Linked DNA regions of Mus musculus: all the other regions are linked to region 2. The links are chromatin contacts, called in public HiChIP or PLAC-seq maps. All regions are on one chromosome and are shown on one strand. The core of a region is the stretch at or near the end of the contact, and the rest is flanking DNA. Distances in the headings are between cores, read along the strand shown.

Region 1 (3,953 bases), core at 496-2,995, 260 kb after region 2:
ACAAACAGCTTCTGGTCGTTCTGGATTCAAAGGGCACTTGCAGGGCTGGCCTGCGTGGCTGAAGTAAGATAGCCTCTTATGTAGCTGCGACTGGCCTTGAATTTATTATGTAGCCAAGAACAACCTTGAACTTCTCTGTGTGTGTGTGTGTGTTTGGGGGGGGGGGGGGAGATTTCAGGGGAGGTAAGAGGGATTGAGATAGCATTTCTCTGTAAAGCTCTGACTGACCTGGAACAACTCAGTCTGTAGACCAGGCTGGCCTGCAGCTCATAGAGATCTGCCAGCCTCTGCCTCCCAAGAATTGGAATTAAAGACATGGGCCAACCTTGAATGTCTGATCCTCCCAAGTGCTGAGATTACAGATGTGTATCATAATGCCTAGTTAATATATTCAATATTATGGTATCTATTCAAGAAGATGACTTTAAAACCCTAGCCAGGCATGATGGAGCACGCCTGACATCCTAGCTCTCTGGAGGTAGAGATAGGACGATCGGGAATTGAAGGCCAGCCTGGGCTAATTGAGACCCTGCCTTTAAAACAAACAACACACACATATAGAAAGAGACAGACTTAAAAACAAAACAAAACAAAAGTCATTGGGCATATTTCTGTTTCATCTTGTAATTAAATATTTTATCAGTTATCTTTCTTGGAAAAAATATCAGTTATTTCTGCATTTTATATGCATTGATAAATATTTTATTACAACTTTAATAATAAATGAACATTGGTTAAAAAAAGAAAATGATTCTCTTACAAATTCATTTGAACCCTGGTCTATAATCCCAGCATCCATTCAGGAGGCTAAGGCTGGGGAGTCTAGAGAATTTCAGACCAACCTGGGCTACATAATGGGTTCTAGGTCAGCTCTCAAAAAGGCCAAAACCAATCAATTAATTAATTAAAAAAAACAAACAAACAAACAACCTAATTCAAGCAGATAGAGGTGAAACAGGGCCCTGCAAAAGAAATAGATTTGGTGAATCAGATTTTCAATTTCTTTGGAGAGTCTTTCATCTGTTGGGAGAGTATGAAGTAGTTCGGAACCAGGAGCTAATCTTAAGGGCAGATCTTGGCTCAAAAGCATTTCTTCTCTCAAACAAATCTTCCCCTGAGGCAGTTAGTAGCTTGCGTTCCTCACAACCTGAATGTTGATGCATTCAGTAGCTAAGAGCTGCTGTCCTTCTGGATTCCATTGTTCTATTGTGTGCTTGTCAGAGAGCTGTCAAAGACAGGAACTATGTCGATGGTCCAGAAAGTGCCTGGTACTCAGGCTGCCCTCAGTCATGTGGCTCTGTTACCCGGTTACCTAGCACAACCACTGTACAAGGTATAGGACATGTCTGTCTTCAGCAGTCAACCAAGACACAAGTACGAAGCAAAGCCCCACACATTGGGGTGTGCCCACCAAAAAGGATTCCCATTCATTTATACAACACTTCTCTGGCCAAATAAAACAGCGTAACCCTAGGATCTGGCTATAAAGTATCACTCCCCCACCGCCCCCAACCAACAAGGCTGTGGTCCACAGTACTCTATTGCGTGCTTAGCTGATACTTCAACAGTTCTCTGAAGAAATCATTATAGAGTTCATCTTACAGGCAGCTGACACAGAAGAAGAAAACAACAACAACAACAACAACAACAACAACAAAACCTGAAGCTTTAGCATAGCGATGTGTCCAAAGCTAGCTTAGCTGGTTGGAATCTACTATGGGTGGATGGTTGCAACATCAGTCCAGGATTTCTGTTTCCCTTTACACGACAGACTGACTACCAAGCTGGATTTGAGACTTTGTTTTTTCGTTTTTCCTACCCTCCTCCTAGTTTTTCTGGGGGAGAAAAAAAAAAAAAAAAAAAAGGTTACACCTGAGCCAGGCATGGAGGAACCCACCTACTGTTGCAGCCACATGGTAGACTCAGACAAGAGGTTTGAGCTCTAATTTGGAGTCTGGGCCACAAGGCAGGATACTGGAGGATAAGGGGTTAAATCAAAGTCAGGCTCACATTCCAGTGACAGTGGGGGTCAAAGTCCTCCTCAATACTTTGGGCCAGTGTCCTTGGCAGCAGTGCCTCCTTTGCCAAAACAGGCACGTGTTTTTCCCTGAGCCTCTGGGGTGGGGAGTCAGTTATGGCACAGAGTGGTACAGGGCAGCAATGTGCACCCCAAAAGCCTCAAGGAAGCTGGCTCCCAAATCAGTACGAAGTGTCTCCAAGGGAACCTGGTTTTATTGAGAGGCACACACACACACACACACACACACACACACACACACACACACATATACACACACAGGTGGGGGGAGGGAGCTAGTGTTCTCAAGAAAGAGAGAGATAGAGAAAGGGAGAATATCTTAGCAACTGCAGTAAACAAGCCTTTAACTTGGTAGACTGGGTGTTGCCCAATAGGAATAAAATGGGAGCCTCCTGTGTAACTGGGGATTTTTCTAAATAGTCACACTGGAAAAGAAAAAGGAAACAGAAGACATTAATCTGAATTTTTTTTTTTAATTTTTTAATTTTTTTTTTTTTTTTTTTTTTTTTTTTTTTTTTTTGCTTTTTCGAGACAGGGTTTCTCTGTATAGCCCTGGCTGTCCTGGAACTCACTTTGTAGACCAGTCTGGCCTCGAACTCAGAAATCCGTTGGCCTCTGCCTCTTGAGTGCTGGGAATAAAGGCATGAGCCACCACGCTCGGCTGACATATCTTTTAAATAAATAAATTCAAGTTGGTTTTTTTTTCCAACACGTAATTGTTACCAAAAAAAAAAAATTTGAGGTTCACCCATTTGAGTTCTTAGTCCCAGTGGGGTGTGTGTGTGTGTGTGTGTGTGTGTGTGTGTTTTCAAAACAGAATTCCTCAAAACCTGACTGTTTTTGAACTTGCTTTGTAGACCAGAGAGGCACAGAGATCCACCTGCCTCTGCTTCCTGTACCACCACACCTGGCCCTAGTTCTTAGTCCTATTAATAAAATAAGTTTAAAATGGACTCAGAAGGAAGCCTGAGGACAATTTCATTAACATTTGAGAGAAAAACAATAGAACAGGCAAGTTCTTATAAATCCCAGCAGTTGCAGGGAGGGAAATAGAGAAAGAGTCTTGTCTTTTTTTTTTTTCGAGACAGAGTTTCTCTGTATAGCCCTGGCTGTCCTGGAACTCACTTTGTAGACCAGGCTAGCCTCGGACTCAGAAATCCGCCTGCCTCTGCCTCCCGAGTGCTGGGATTAAAGGCGTGCACCACCACGCCCGGCAAGAGTCTTGTCTTTTAAATAAGATAGAAGTCAGAGAAATAGTGAGAAAGCCCAGAGTGTTGACATGTGCATAGGAGTGCCTCTCTGTGGATAAGCGTCAGAAAGACACTCGGTTTCAGGGTCTCGTATTCCAGGCATAAGGCAACACCTGGACTCTCAATCAGAAACAGAAACATAGACAGAGTGCTCCCAAGAATCGGAATGAGCTAATGAGCTAGGAAAGGGCCCCAGAAGTGCTCGGTTGTGTGGTCAATGAGCCTTTGTAGGATATTATATATATACTTAACACCCAGCTCTCCCAAGTTTGTCTATGGAAACATTTTCTCACATATGCTTTGTTAAAAGGAGAGTCCAGATGAAAACCAAAGTGTGGACACTTCCCCCCTTCTTAGAATTGGGAACAAAACTCCCATGGAAGGAGTTACAGAGACAAAGTTTGGAGCTGAGACAAGAGGATGGACCATCTAGAAACTGCTGCACCCAGGGATCCATCCCATAATCAGCCTCCAAACGCAGACACCATTGCATACGCCAGCAAGATTTTGCTGAAAGGACCCTGATATAGCTGTCTCTTGTGAGGCTATGCCGGTGCCTGGCAAACACAGAAGTGGATGCTCATAGTCAGCTATTGGATGGAACACAGATCCCCCAATGGAGGAGCTAGAGAAAGTACTCAAGGAGCTAAGGGGGTCTGCAACCC
Region 2 (3,766 bases), core at 68-2,567:
CAACTGACTGACCCTGCCCTTTCATGATTTGCACCTGATTTTAGCCACACTGTCCATATTTATGGTGTGTTCTAACATTGTTATTAAACTATGCTCCTTTATACTCTTTATTTTGTGGCCCACTACCTATTGGGATCTGTCATAATATCATATTATAATATATGTATGTATGTATGTATGTATATAGAGAGTAAATATACATAGTATATAATAGATATACATAATATACATAGTATATAATATATATAATATATAGTACATAATAATATAGTACATATACATAATATATACGTATAATATATAGTACATAATAATATAGTACATATACATAATGTATACATATATAATATATAGTATATATAGTACATATACATAATATATGTAGTATAGGTAATATATATAGGCCTATAACAATTATAGGCATACCACTGTTCTCCCAGCCTTACTCTTTATTGAACATGTAAAAAAAAAAAAAAAAAAAAAGAACAAGCCTTATTCTGCATACATTGTCTTCCTGTTCAACTCTTGGCCTCTTGTAGTCACCAGTTACCTCTCTGTATGCAGATTGTGGTAATAATAATAATGTTAATAATAAATTCTATGTTTTTATACAGTACATACAAATGATTGTGAATATGATGTAGAATAATTTGGTCAATTATCATGGTTTTCAGCTCTAATATGTACTTTTTCTTTCTAGTGAAAAATATCTGACTTTTACATTTACCTAACAATGTGTTTATTTATCCACTTGCTTACTAATTGATTTTTGAGACAGGGTCTCATGCTGGCCACAACCTTGTCAAACTTGCTGCGTACATAACCGAGGCTGGCCTTGAAATTCCAGCCTTCCTGTTTCCACAAGTGCTGGGATTATAGGTGTATTAGTCAGAGCTCTCTAGAGGAACGGAATGGATGGAATGAGTGCATACCACAGAGATTTACTAGATCAGCTTACACTGTAGGAACTGGGTAGCAAGACAACAGCCATGCATAGATCCAAGAGGCTAACAACTGATAGCTGTTGAGTCAAAGAAGCTGAGGTTCCAGCAACCCTCTATGTGGTGATGAAAGCCTGGAGGATTCTGTCCATGTTGGAAGACTGGATGAGCTGGGCTTTGATGGAGTAGATAGAAGCCCCAGTGAGGAGAGAGGCCACCAAGCAAAAGCGATATCCTTTCCCCCTTCTCCTTTCTATCTGTCCTGCCACAGAAGGTGTTGCCCGCTGGGTGGGGGCGGGGTGGTGCATGCCTCCTCTCTCACTGTATCCTTCCAGGAAATAGCCTCACACCCACCCAGAATTGTGACTTTCAATTGATCCCAGATCCTACTGCGTTGACAACCAAGATAAACCATTACAATGGGTGCAATAGTGTTCTCAAAACCTTACTCTGCAAAGAACACATAAAGACAAAGAACAAGCCTTATTCTGCATGTTTAACTGTTGTCTCTCCTTAAACTCTTAACCACATATATGCAGATTGTGCTAATTCCCGCATATTCTGTCTTTGTGTGCCTTGCTTCCTTTATGTAGTAAAACCCTCTCCAGGTCCATCCAAGTTGTCACAAATGACAACTTGGAATTTCTTTCTGAGGTTTTGCCGCAGGACCTTTCAGAGGCTGTGCTTGTCAACCAGTTCTCTCCTCGCCCAGTTTCTTGTCTTTCTTCATCATTACATCTTCCTCAACCATTCTGAGTCTTGACTAAAACTATCACAGCTCAGCTGATATTTGATCAGCTGTTTGCTAAAGCCCCACATTTGATGTCTACTACTTTCCCTAGCAAGAAATTCACTGATTTTCCAGAATAAAATGTGTGTCTTGACATGGGTGGTTTTACTGATTACAAAATAGGTCCCAATTTTTTTTCTTTTATCCATATGCTTGTGTATGAGGTATTGATCCATTACCCAGAATGGCTTTACCTGGTTATGGAGAGTCCAATATCAGTCTTTAAGGGAAAAAAAGAGATTTAAAAAAACCCCACCAATTTATTCACCAAACTATTCAAAAGAAGATAAGTTTATGATCTAACACAACAAGAAATCTGTGCTGTGGTGGACTCAGGTGGGCATTTTTATTCCATAGCTCAATCTTATTATCAAAAACTTATCTCTTTTCCTAACTTTTGCTCTGCTGTCTTTACCACGGTAACCATGTCCTGGGGGGGGGGGGGGGGTCTAAGAATCATGCCCAAGTTAAAAGTGCTGCTTTTTCTAGTGAGTCTTTGTTTGTTTGTTTTAAGACTTGGTCTTCCTCCAGCCCTGGCTGTCCTGGAACACATTCTAAAGACCAAACTGCCCTCGAACTCACAGACATCCACCTGCCTCTGCCTCCTGAGTACTAGGATCAAAAGTGAGCACTACTACACATAGCTAAGTCTCTTAGGAGTGTAGAAACCTTTTCAGAAGCCAACACACACACACGCACACGCGCACACGCGCACATTTTATGTCAAAAAACCCCAAAACCAGGCTGGAGATACAGCACAGTAGTAGAAGAACATTTGCCCTGAGTTCCAGCTCTGGTGTCAGAAAAATAGCGTTCCAAACAAATCTACACTCTCCTACCCGCAAGCTTAGATCCGTATTTAATCGCTGAGACATATACGGGAAGGATGGGCAAACTCTTAACGTTGGGTCTTTCCCACATAGAGAAAGTGAGTGGGGGTTCTCAGACAGGCATTGCATGGGTTGCCTCATGGGGCGAGGGACACATCCCTCATTCAGACGGCTGAAATATCTTTGAAGACTGTTGCCGATTAAGATCCACTCAAACAGCGTACATTTTTATTTATTTTAAATAGCCCAAGAAGAGTTGTGTCTAAAATAAAGGTAAATGAAATCACCTCTAAAACGTCCACCCAGCTGCTCATTGCTTCTCCCCCACCCCCCACCCCCCTCCGCTGGGGAAATTGCTTGCAGTGGATATTGAGCTTTGAATGCAGAGGAGGCAAAAGCGCACAGTTGCTGATCTGTGAGCATGCCCCCAAACAGCACAGTTGTGGGAAAGCAAATCACAGGGATTCTAGCTACGGAGAGCCCAGAACTAGGACAGACATATTCTCAGCCTCTTACACCCTCAGCCCCTCCGTAAACAATCGAACGGAAGCTAACAATGGACATACCGCCTTGGGGTTAGGAAAGCAAAAGCAGTTTAGCTGACTGGTTCCCCGTCCCCTGCAGGAAATGTGCTCTTTTGTGTATTTTGGGGTTAAAGCAGAGGATTGTGTTAAATGGGGCAACAAATTAAATGTGCATGTCAGGGCTGCAAAGGAAGGAGTCTTGCAGGAAAGTGAACCTGACTCCCATGTCAACGAGCGCGGTAACATCACTGCAGTGTTGTCTGGGGAATGGTTGGAACGATATAGGACCCAGATGGTTCCACCCGAAGGAATCCTGAGCTCTCAGAACTCAGGAATGGAAGAGAGAGGAACTGAGAGAGACAGGGAACAGACTATCTTTGTGGCAGTCAAGGTATTTGCACCTGGAGGTCATAATCAGCCACTGTCCTCTGTTTTGTGGCAGGACCAAGAGGGAGAAGCAGTTGAGGGCAGGGGATGCTGCATGCAGGGGTGGGTGGGTGGGGGCGTGGGGTCTTGACCCTCACAACTGAGCAACTGGTTGAATTTGAGGATCAAGAAAGAAGAGCTGCCGAGGGCCATGGTGTCCAGCTCAAATCCCAGCATGGAGGAGGTGCGGAAGGAATCAGAAATTCAGGGTCATCCTCAACTATATAGGGAGGTCGAGGCTAGCCTGGACCTCAT
Region 3 (4,034 bases), core at 1,388-3,887, 420 kb after region 2:
AGAGACCCTGTCTCAAACAAATAAGCAAAGTTGACACCTACTGAGGAGGAACACACACACTCACACATAGACATACAAGCACACGTGTGTAGGAGGCATGAAAGCCATGTGCTCACAGATAAGCACTAGCGAAACCAGGAATGTTAAACGAGTAGGATTATCTCTTCAAAGGAGAGAATATATAAGCTGTTTTCTGCCTAGAAGGCTGGGAGGGATGTGGTTAATAACCCGATGACCTTCATTATCTGTGTGGGGCTGAGACCACACCAGATCCTTCCCCACACCCTATCATGAACTTGTTTTTCTTAGTCAATCTATAAAACCCATCTTTATAGAAGATGTCACATGTAGTCAATCTATAGAACCCATCTTCACAGAAGATGCCATGTGTGATTCACAGACTTCCAAGGTAGTCATGCCTTAAGTCTTATTGTTCACATCGGACTGAGTTAATGGTCACCAAGAAATTTTTTTCACTGAAGTGTGCTATGCTTAAATACCCTTGAAATAAACTACTCAAGGTCAGACTCTCAAAGTTTGAACTAACATGAGCTACTGAGTCGTGTTGAACTAGACTTCTTTCTTGCCTCTGCAGATCAACACTCTCTTGGCCTTTGTGTTTGCAGAGGACCACCCCTGTACGACATATATGTGCACCTGCACGCGCGCGCGCGCGCGCGCGCACACACACACACACACACACACACACACACACACTTCATAGCTTCAAGCAGGGTGCACTGTGCAAGGGAGAGTATCTCCCTCCACTTTTACCTCCACTGTGACTGTCTCCTCCTCACTCCCAGACTCCTGGATTGTCAGGGCAGGGGTTCCTTCCTCAGTTCAGAGCCATCTTCCAGACTACTCTGAAAACACCTAGGGATACATCCAAAGCTGGGCTTTACCACTTTTCTGGTATCTCAAAAGCCAATCAAATTAACCATTGCATGAATCATCTGAAAATTCTATGCAGGCTCATAGAATTTTAGGTCTGCAATGCCACTAATTAGCTACACAGGGAAATGTATGATCAAAGTAAAGATTTGAGGAATTTTTTTTTTTGGTTAAATTTTAAAATAGGTATATGAAAACAGTGGTTTTTCTTCTCTCTCTCTCTCTTTTTTTTCCTTATAAAGGCAAACATTTAATTGGGACTGGTTTACAGTTTCAGAGGTTCAGTCCATTATCATCATGGCAGGAAGCACGGGGACATGCAGGCAGACATGGAGCTAGAAAACAAGCTGAAAGTTCTACATCTTGATCTGAAGGCAGCCAGGAGGAGAGTCTCTTTGACACCAGCCAGACTTGAAAAAAAAAAAAAAATATATATATATATATATATAACCTAAAATCCCTACCACTGCAGTGCCACACTGCCTCTAACAAGGGTACACCTCCTCCAATAAAGCCACACATCTTAATAGTGCCACTTCCTGTGGGCCAAGCATATCCAAATCACCACATGTAACCTTCCCTCACACCCATCTCTTTGTGGTGAAAAAAACTCAATTCTTCTCTTTTGAGCCAGATCCTGCAGTGCAAACTTGGGAGATTACTGAGGGAGAATAAAAAATTCTAGACTTCTCTGGGTGACTCAATGAGCACAAGTATTGAGATAAAGACTGAAAGGAGAGTTAGGGTGTGTGGCTTAACGGTAGAGTGCTTGATTGGTATGTCTGAGGCACTGGGTTCAGTCCTTAACACTACACACACTCCTTTTCTGCTTATGTCTTGAATATACACAATACATTGTGCTTACCTACTGACACCCTATGGTGTAATAAAACACTAGGATTTCTTTCTTTCATTCAACTACAACTCCACAGCCATTAGTCTTTCCTATCCTCCCCTCCTCACTAATGGCCCCAGCCTTGGGAAGCAACAGTGGTTTTTCAATTTGTACCAATCCTTAAGGTCCTGCTATATAAGGAAGTTTTACCAGTGCTTAGGTTTTGGCGATCTAGTAAACTTTGGGAGAACAAATAAATTCCAACTCCTCTTTTCTAACTGTAACTCCATTGGCAGAACCAAAAGAAAAACATGTCTTAGATTTCCCAAAGCAATCCTCAAGGAATGAGAGACATTTTTATTCAGAGTGTTTGTTAGGAAGGCTTTGCAGAAGAAAACAAGGAACATTTTAAGGTAGCTCACTGTCATGTGGGCCCTGGCCCCATCCATTTCTATGTAAATGAGTGGATGCCCAGGGCAGAATTCATTGGTGTGTGCCCAATGCCAGGCACAACATCTGGCATATGTAACAGGTGCCCCACCCTTTTTGCACCCCCCCCATCCTTTATGTGCTAGTTAGGGTAACTGTTGAGATAACTGTCCAAATGAGAACCACTTAACAGGGTCCTTCAAATTTCTTAGTTATGTTACAGTGTAACTCTGTTCAGCGAGGGGAACACATCTGTGATCCACACAGTCATTCAGGGACACAGGCTCCATCCAGAAGGTGGCTTCCTCTTTCCTTGGAGCTGTGGACTCCTCTACTGGGTCCTGTGTATCTGCCTGGGATGCAAGGAAGAAAGAATATAGAGAACAAAGGGTTATGTGCTTGGGGTTCTGGCCAGCCCTCTGTAGGCATAATGGTTTTGTGCACTGTGTAAAGGTTATCCTGGTGTTATTCAAATGCTGATTTCTCTGCCCTACTTTCCTGTTTCAATCCAGATGTGGCTTTGTTATGTTTATTCTTAGACGCTCCTCTCTCAAGTTTGTCTAAACGCAGCTCCTCATTCATTCTCTGCCTTGTCAGTAAAAGCCAACGAGCCAATACAGAGCTTTAGAGAGAATAAGGTGGGACTTCCGATTCCAGGAGGAGTGGAGAAAGAGACAAGAAGAGAGGTCCAGGAAGCATTGGGAGAAGTGAGCTGGAAAAAGAAATGACTAAAAAAAATATCCCAAGTAAGATGGGAATATTGTCTGGGGGAAATTCTGAGTAGCTTGGAGGTTTAGAATGGAGTAATAATTGCTCAATATTTGGCTGAAGGCAATTTTAATAAATCTTATTCTCTCTGTGCGGTGATTTGGGGGAATTAGCTGGCTAAGGAATAATTGCCACTGCACTAATTTTATGAATCTATATTAATATGGTGATCATTTAGCAGTCCTCCAGTAGGCTCCTATCCCTTCCTCTCACAACCCCTAGCTCAGAGCAAAGTTTTATGGCAAACTACCTCTCCAACTCCAAGAGAGCTGCAAGCTGCCATGTAACACCTGCAGAGAAGGGGCAAGTTGTAAACACAGGGATGCAGTGGTTGTAGTCTGTGAGTGAACCCTAACTTTTTTTTCTGAAAGGGAAATGGAATGCTTTGTCACCACATTATAGGACTTACGAGAAGTAGTTGGGCATAGAGGCTTATGCCTGTGACCTCTGCACTTCGGGGACTGAAGCTCCAGGCCATGAATTGTGAGTAACTTGGAAGTTCAGCTCCAGTTTCCTTCCCTCTTTCTGGCGGCCTTGTAGCATCCGACAGTTCTGCCCACCAGCGACCCTATGCTATCCACATCCACAGCTGCGATCTTGGTGCCCTGCCCTTGGTGAGGTTTCTGCTGAGATCTGTGCTTGTGTCAGATCTGCTTCTCATACAGCAGCAAACACCGAGAGAGATGGTTCCGAGTCTCTTGTCCTCATGCAGAACCTATCTTAGTTTCTGAGACCTTCTATAGTTTAGAACAGAAAGGTCCTCCACAGGCTCATGCATTGAATTCTTCAGCTTGTGTTGTAGAACAGCTGTTCTCAACCTTCCTAATGCTGCGACCCTTCAATACAGTTCCTCATGTTGTCATTGATTCTCCACCTCCCACCATAAAATTACTTTCCTTGCTACTCTGTAATCGTAATCTTGCTACTATTACAAACAAACTGTAATGTAAATATATGTGTTTTCTTATGGTTTTAGGCAACCCCTGTGAAAGGGTTGTTCAAACCTCAAAGAAGTTGAGACCCACAGGGTGAAAAACACTGCTCTAGAAGGTGATATAAATTTCAGGAGATGGGAACTGTTGGGAGGTCACTGGGAGCACATTCTTTT

What was found. HiChIP or PLAC-seq counts read pairs in DNA pulled down with a chosen protein or histone mark.
Region 1: a contact with region 2 is called in an H3K27ac HiChIP or PLAC-seq map of embryonic stem cells, with 7 read pairs. The contact joins two enhancer-like sites. A contact is called at or near these places in 1 of 39 promoter capture datasets (the 3T3-L1 cell line), 2 of 15 datasets of contacts at CTCF or cohesin (both in the NIH/3T3 cell line), 7 of 484 Hi-C or Micro-C datasets (Sertoli cells, bone marrow-derived macrophages, cerebral cortex and 3 more), 10 of 115 datasets of contacts at active chromatin or transcription factors (bone marrow-derived macrophages, craniofacial prominence, embryonic stem cells and 2 more) and 1 of 9 other capture datasets (embryonic stem cells).
Region 3: a contact with region 2 is called in an H3K27ac HiChIP or PLAC-seq map of embryonic stem cells, with 10 read pairs. The contact joins two enhancer-like sites. A contact is called at or near these places in 6 of 115 datasets of contacts at active chromatin or transcription factors (embryonic stem cells and pancreatic cancer cells).

Annotation. Positions count from the first base shown.
Region 1 is chr10:95,621,488-95,625,440 of GRCm38.p6, reverse strand. No RefSeq gene overlaps it. Among named protein-coding and RNA genes, the nearest start is that of Gm33336, 8.8 kb to the left of the region's middle. Within about 2 kb of position 1,745, at least 79 of the 459 cell types and tissues checked have an H3K27ac peak or open chromatin away from gene starts, as enhancers often do. A contact at or near this core is called in embryonic stem cells and pancreatic cancer cells, where this site is marked.
Region 2 is chr10:95,881,477-95,885,242 of GRCm38.p6, reverse strand. The region is part of intron 3 of Gm33377 (a long non-coding RNA gene); the gene reads right to left. Among named protein-coding and RNA genes, the nearest start is that of Gm24433, 15 kb to the left of the region's middle. Within about 2 kb of position 1,317, at least 35 of the 459 cell types and tissues checked have an H3K27ac peak or open chromatin away from gene starts, as enhancers often do. A contact at or near this core is called in embryonic stem cells and pancreatic cancer cells, where this site is marked.
Region 3 is chr10:95,459,989-95,464,022 of GRCm38.p6, reverse strand. No RefSeq gene overlaps it. Among named protein-coding and RNA genes, the nearest start is that of Mrpl42, 40 kb to the left of the region's middle. Within about 2 kb of position 2,637, at least 7 of the 459 cell types and tissues checked have an H3K27ac peak or open chromatin away from gene starts, as enhancers often do. A contact at or near this core is called in embryonic stem cells, where this site is marked.